Regions from separate parts of the Triticum aestivum genome. Here region 2 is linked to region 1. A link is a contact called in public Hi-C data. All regions are on one chromosome and are shown on one strand. The core of a region is the stretch at or near the end of the contact, and the rest is flanking DNA. Distances in the headings are between cores, read along the strand shown.

Evidence for each region. Hi-C and Micro-C count contacts between places; a contact is called where the count stands out from the background.
Region 2: a contact with region 1 is called in a Hi-C map of leaf, with 2.6 times the contacts expected there. The contact joins the promoter of LOC543045 here to the promoter of LOC123188258 in region 1. A contact is called at or near these places in 2 of 5 Hi-C or Micro-C datasets (both in leaf).

Annotation. Positions count from the first base shown.
Region 1 is chr2A:186,464,281-186,467,754 of IWGSC CS RefSeq v2.1, reverse strand. LOC123188258 (heat stress transcription factor A-3) reads left to right here and starts at 1,716. Exons shown (of 2, transcript XM_044600308.1): 1 at 1,716-2,447. The coding sequence starts at 2,031. It overlaps LOC123188259 (a long non-coding RNA gene), which reads left to right. Exons shown (of 2, transcript XR_006494459.1): 2 at 1-603.
Region 2 is chr2A:186,753,762-186,756,879 of IWGSC CS RefSeq v2.1, reverse strand. It overlaps LOC543045 (myosin-3), which reads right to left and starts at 1,694. Exons shown (of 24, transcript XM_044600310.1): 1 at 360-1,694. The coding sequence starts at 929.

The sequences.
Region 1 (3,474 bases), core at 467-2,966:
TTGTTTCGTACAATTCAAGCATGTAAGTTATTTACATACTGATTTTATCCTGCTTTGTTTTAATCTTTTCATTTATATAATCTAACTTTGTCCATCTATTTCTCTTCCTCTATTTTGCGGTTATCCAAGTTTATACATGATGGAGTTCCAGAATAGAGGCTTGCCTCATACTCATACTTCAATTCGGCTTATATGGAACAATCATGAGCCTTCGGCCTCCTTCATAGATGGTTTGATTTCGGCTGAGATACCTGATCGTTTGGTTGAGCCCTGGGTTATGCTCTTATGGATTAATTTATGGTTCACGGTCCATGTGGAGACTACAAAGTAAAGTGTGCATGTATGAAAGATGGATTGTGTTCCAAAAGATTTCCCAAAGATTTTAATGAGCAGACGTCGGTTGATGATAGAGGCTTTCCTATATATCATAGACGTGATTTGGGTTACTATGTGAGGAACAAGGGTACTGTTAAGCTGGATAATCGATGGGTAGTTTTCATATAATAGTTTTGGTAATGTAATTATTAATGTATTTTTCTTCTTGCGAAGCGTACTGGCATATGTTTGCTTTCAATATACATGGTCGTGAGCCTGCAGTGGAGAGATTGGTTGTGCACCTTCCTCGATTCTTCATTACGAGTTACCTTGGAACCAGGAAAGTTGCTTTAATTTTTGTTGATAAGATGACAAAAAATAATGGATACAATTATGGAGAAAATAAATTACTTTGGCTTAACAACCTACAACCAACTGAGCCATGCTTGTCATACTACTATCTGCTGCCATTTCATGGTATTTTCTACTCCCTCCGTTCCAAAATAGATGACCCAACTTTATACTAGCTTTAGTACAAAGTTGGGTCATCTATTTTGGAACGGAGGGAGTAGCTCTTATCCTGCAAGTGTAGCCAACTCTAATGACTCACGACAAAGACTCACATAGTGCATGATCACATCTTATCTTTCATGGTAATTCTGCACTTTGAAGGAAGTTTGTTTCTTTTAGGGAAACCAATGTAGTTTATTTTGATCCAAATCCAATAATAAAATTTGATCAATTCTTGTATAGTCTATGGAAGTTGCATATATTTGTCAGGATTAATCAGCTTGATTGATAAGTTATATTTTTCATTTTGTAGTCTGTATCTGGTGAAACTTTATAGGCCAGTTACACATATTTAAATAGTGTCATTTTCCTTAAAAAAGATTAGCGTTGCATGTTGATAGTAGCATTGGCCAATAATTTCAGACCGAATAGAATCTAAGATGAGACAAGCAGATGGACTGCGAGCTATAACTGAGTAGTGCACAACGACAGATAAACTAACAAATACGAACTCTTATTTGTTTTGTAAGTGTTGCAACACACGGGCATGTGATTCATGGTTCGGACAATGCCCGTAGCAACGCACGGGCATATTTACTAGTCTGCTTATAAAGACACAAGAGATCGAGAAGCTTTGTCGGGTCTAACATCTTTCTCCAGTGCAGCTGTTGAAAGGAAAAAGTAAGGAATGGCAAATTATCAAATCGCCCCATATCATCAACCTGAATCGACCGAGCATCCGCACACAGCCCGCTCTCGCGCCATCACCAGCTCATCGCCCGCCCACTCCACCACGTCACTCCCCTCCGCCACGTGACGGGAGAAGAGAGGTAAAATATCTGCTGCTTTCTTCACCACCAAGCAAAAAGCTCCCGCCTGGCCTCTGCTGGGCTGCACTTTCCTTTCCACCCCCAGAATCGCAGATATTTCCGGCACCGCCTTGCCCTGCGTGGGCCAGAGCCGCCGCGATCCGCCCCGCCGCCAAGTGTCCCCGCGCCTGCCGACTGGGGCCCGGAGCGGCGGTCAAACGTCACGCAGGGGCACGGCACGCCCTATCCGCTTCTGCAACTGCAGCTGCAACGCGGCGTGCCCGTCGCCGTCAACAGTATGTCGGTTTCACCCGGACCGAAGCCTATAAACGCCGCGCCGCGCCGCCCCGCCTCGCCCCGCACCGCCCATTCCGGCCATCCGCCAGCGCGCGGCGCATGGACCACACGCACACCGGCACCAACACCACGCCCGCCGCAGTCATCGCCTCCGCCTCCATGGACGCCGCGCTGCTGCCCGAGCCCAAGCTCGAGATGATGCTGCAGCAGCAGCCCTCGCCTGCGGGCCACTACGCCGCGCTGGACCATCACCTGGTCCCGCCGCCGCCCGCGCTGGTGGTGCCCTGCGAGCCGCCGCGGCCCCTCGAGGCGCTGCTGCAGGGGCCGCAGCTGCCGCCGTTCCTGTCCAAGACGTACAACCTCGTCAGCGAGCCACAGCTGGACGGGGTCATCTCCTGGGGCCCCGCCGGCAACAGCTTCGTCGTGTGGAACCCTTCCACCTTCGCCCGTGACGTGCTCCCGCACAACTTCAAGCACAACAACTTCTCCAGCTTCGTCAGGCAGCTCAACACCTATGTGCGTATCGCATCACTGCCCAATCCTCTGTTTTTTTTTTCTTTTGCAATCAATCACTGGACTATTCATGCGGCCGTACTCTGCTCGGGAGATACTCTGTTTCTGCTAGGTTTCTGGCACTCTGTCTGTTTCGGATGCTCTGTTTTCTTTTTGTTCCTCTTGGTTTCTGCTGTTGTACTCTGCCCAACTCTGCTATGTATATATACACTCTTTGTACTTCCCTTGATAATTTTAGTGAGCGGAGTTGTGGTCTGTAATGCCAACCTGGCGTTTCTTTTGTGAGCGGAATTGTGGTCTGTAACGCCAATTTGGCCTTTCCCGAAAGAACTGGATTATCTTGATCACTGAAATAATCGTGATTCCTGAGGAGTTGATCCTGTGATGGCAAGCTTAACCATTTGCTGGGATGCGACGCTGCTCGCGCTCAAAGGTAAGCTTCGCAATCCAAATCTGTATACGCATCTGTATCTGCCCATACTGCAAATTCCTTCTCTCCAAATAGAAAAATAAACGCGGCAGCATATTTTGTTGGTTTTCTGCTGCTCTGCGTGGCCATGCATTCTTCTCAACTCCTCAGCCTGCCTCCTTCGCAGGTTTGGTCTGGTGCAGCTTTACCCCTTCTAATTTATCATCTTTTCATATTGACATATTTCTGAGACTTTAGCACCGTGTATTTCAAAATACAGTTTTGCTAAAACACATCTAGATGTGCCCTAAGTATTGCACATCTAAGTCCCATGTCCTTGATTTTACACAGAGATTTGTGCAAATATTTTCCTCTTTTTTCTTTTTCCTTCCTAGTTTGATTGAGCCACTTAGATGTGCAATAACTAGGGCACATCTAGATGTGCCCTAGACACTATAAATACCATAGTGCATCTGCTGCAGATTTCTTCTAAGGTTACTGAAGAAATTTTTTGGTGGGTAACACTGTTCAGCTTGCTTCCTGTGGGATTGGAAGGGGGGTGATGTTGTCAGTATGGAGCAATTTGGTTCAGTCTTTGTTCAGTTATAGGTGGCAACTACT
Region 2 (3,118 bases), core at 445-2,944, 290 kb before region 1:
CTTTCCTGACCGTGAACGAGCATTAAAAAACACTGGCTTCATCTAGTTCTAAATGGTGCAGGATAAGAAGTTCTGGATACTTATAGAAAAAACAATAAATTCTTTTGTAGATACAGAAGGGAGTTGTGAGTAAATATGTCTATAAATTCAGCATACAAATAAACATATGCGAGTGGTAATTTGATTTACATTTCTTGGTGTTGAATGCTGAGCGCGTTTTGCCATCATATCAGAGAAAGTATTCAGCCTAAGTCTATGCTATAGAGACAAAGTGAACTTGTTGAAACAAATTGTCTGTTACCTTGTTCACATGATAATAGGATAAATCTCATGAATTTCACAATGAACGAGACTCTCACCTTCTGGAGGACATAGTCCATGGAATCAGTAAACACTGGCTTCCCATTTCTCTTTGCTCTTGCTGAGGAAAAATAAGGAGAGGGGGGCTCCTTACAGGCCGTTGCATCCTTCCTCTCCTCGTGGAGATTCTCAACATATGGAGACTCGTCCACTGGTTCCACACTGCATAGCTTTCTCTTGGCCCCAAAGATGCGACCATTTACAGCCTTCCCCTCCTTGGCCTCCTGCCCACCAATCTCCTTCTTGACCTCTGGCGTATTCTCCTTCTCCATCTCTGGCTTATTCTCATTCACAGCTTCCGGCTTCTTGTCAGTATCCGCTACAGCTTCCGGCTTCTCGTCAGTATCCGCTGCAGCACCCTCTGCCACTCCATCCTCAAGATGAACCCTAGGAGGCGTCGGCGACCGTCTTGCCCTGGGCAGCCGGCCACGGCACGTCGGGCGGGCCGGCAATGCCGGCGGCTCATCCTTGGGCCGCTCGTCGCGCTTCTTTATGGTCTCGAGCAAGGCCTCGAGGGAGCTCTTGGGAGCGGCCGGGACTGGCGCCATCACGGCGGCTGCAGAGAGCATCACCGCCGAGAAATCAACAGGCCACCGGACCAAACCAGTGAGCGCACGCAAGGGCTCACACGGCAATACGCCAAATCTTACAGCAGAGCGCCGTGGAGGCCAGGGACTTCTCCATTTCTCATCAAATCAGCGCCAACTCCAGGCGCATGAACCCCCCTGGCTCGGGAAGGGCCCGAAAGCGACACCCACCCAAACCCCGAATTACGCGACCAGGCACCAGGAGACCTCGAAATCCCCCCAAGAAAACTCTCGAAATCTCACGCTCCCTGCCCCGAAAACAGCGCCAATCTCAGGCGCCAAGGACAGATTTTGGCGGTGCCGCACCGAGGGACGGGGGGTGGAAAAGAACCCAGACTCCCCGCGATTTTTCAAGGGAGGAGGGGACGACGCGGCCAAGAAGCCTGGGCAGCGGCAAAAGCCGGCGACCTCTGGCGAAAGGAAAGGCGAAAAAACCCGAAACCAAAGCAAAGCCTGCTCCGAATCAAGGCACTAGCAGCGGCAGCGGCAGCAGAAATCGGCCAAGAAACGCATCAAAAGCGAGCAGCACCGGAGAGACAGGATGATTTCTCCCCCCACTCTCCTCCCACTCCCGAATCAGGAGGAAAACCCCAACAAAAAACGCAATTACTCCGCTCTCTCGCTATCTCCCTCTCTCCCCCCGCTCCCCTCGGGGCTTTTGTTTCGCTTCTCCCTCACAATTTCAAACCTCCGTCCCCTGCCTCTACCATGCCTCTCGTGTCTTTTTCCCCTTTGCTCTTGATCCGTTACTTAGGCCGCCGGCGAAAATATTTAGAGCGGAGAAAAGCGAATTACTGATGTGCCCCTGCGGGCAGCGCCGGACTGCGCCGGCCGGACGCTGGCACTCTCGTGGATACTGCGGGGACGGAGAGGCGGGGTGCGCGTGAGCTGTCTGTGGATTGGAGGCTCCGGTTTGGACCGTTGGATGCGGGCGGCTGCGCCCTCCGCTCCACGACTTCAGTTCGGGGTGGCGAAGTTACCCAACTGCCCCTGCAGATTAGTGGTCTCGCACCACCAACACAGGTCTGACTGCTTGTTTCCATTCCTGTGTTGACGACTTCTTTTGTGTTCTCATTAAAATACAAATACTATGATAAAGAAGTCCCCATTTAATTGTTTCCGATTTTTTTCGTGTTCATTAAAATGCAAGAAATCAATAAATGGATAAGTAGCTTCCATTTGGCCGGCCTTCTTTGTTTATACTCCAGGTTTTTTATTGAAGCATTTAGTTGTGGTGTTTGTGTAGTATTGTATGTTCCATGGAAAGAATCAAGGCAGCATTCTTTTATCATAAAAAAATTGATTGCGTTATGGTCAATAGGAGGTCGTGCATTACAATAAGCGGATACATTTTCTATCGGGCTCTCGCGTTTCCATGAACCTAGGTGGGTGCGCTTACTGGTGTAGTCTATGGATAACAATAATAATAAGTGGCTAGGCCTTAAGGTTTGTTGTCGATCGTCGCCTCAGCTCACTCATTTGCTTCGAGATCCATGAAGATTCGTTTTCTTTACTGAAAGCAACGATTTCGTCGAACCGCACTCGAGTAAAAAGGGCCAAATACGCTTCAACCGGGACAATGTGGGGCTGCACTAGCCCTGTGCAAGTATTTGGACCCAAGATAAGTAAAAGTGCCCGTGAATTGTTTGAGCCGTCGTGTATACTAGTACGATTTTTAAGAAAACTAGGAACTGTTCAATTGCTAAGAGAAAACTGTGCTACTAGAAGAGAGAGAGAAAAAATACTAGTAGGTGCGAGTACTTGATCCTGAGTTTATTTGACAGAGAATGTCCTGTGGCCCGTCCGTCCGGCGGCGATATTAATCGAGGCACGAGCGCCGGTCGTTTGCAACGAAATTCTATGGCCATCCAAGGACGCCTTCTTCGTCACATCACAAGTCCAACATTTACAGGGCGAGATCGCAAGTACTGCGTACGTACGTACGTTTTTACCTGCAACGCGAAAAGGAAACAGATCGATGGGAGGACTTGATCACACTGCAAAGTCGCGAGTTCCTCGTTAGTTATCCGGAAGCTTATCTGGGCTTTTATGGCCACCAAACGTAGGGGCGGCAGGACGACCCCCAAACATCCCATCCCTGCAGTAACGTGAAATTCCTGTGATTGAGTTGGTTAGGTGAACAGTGATATCCCCAACCTATCAGGGTTTAA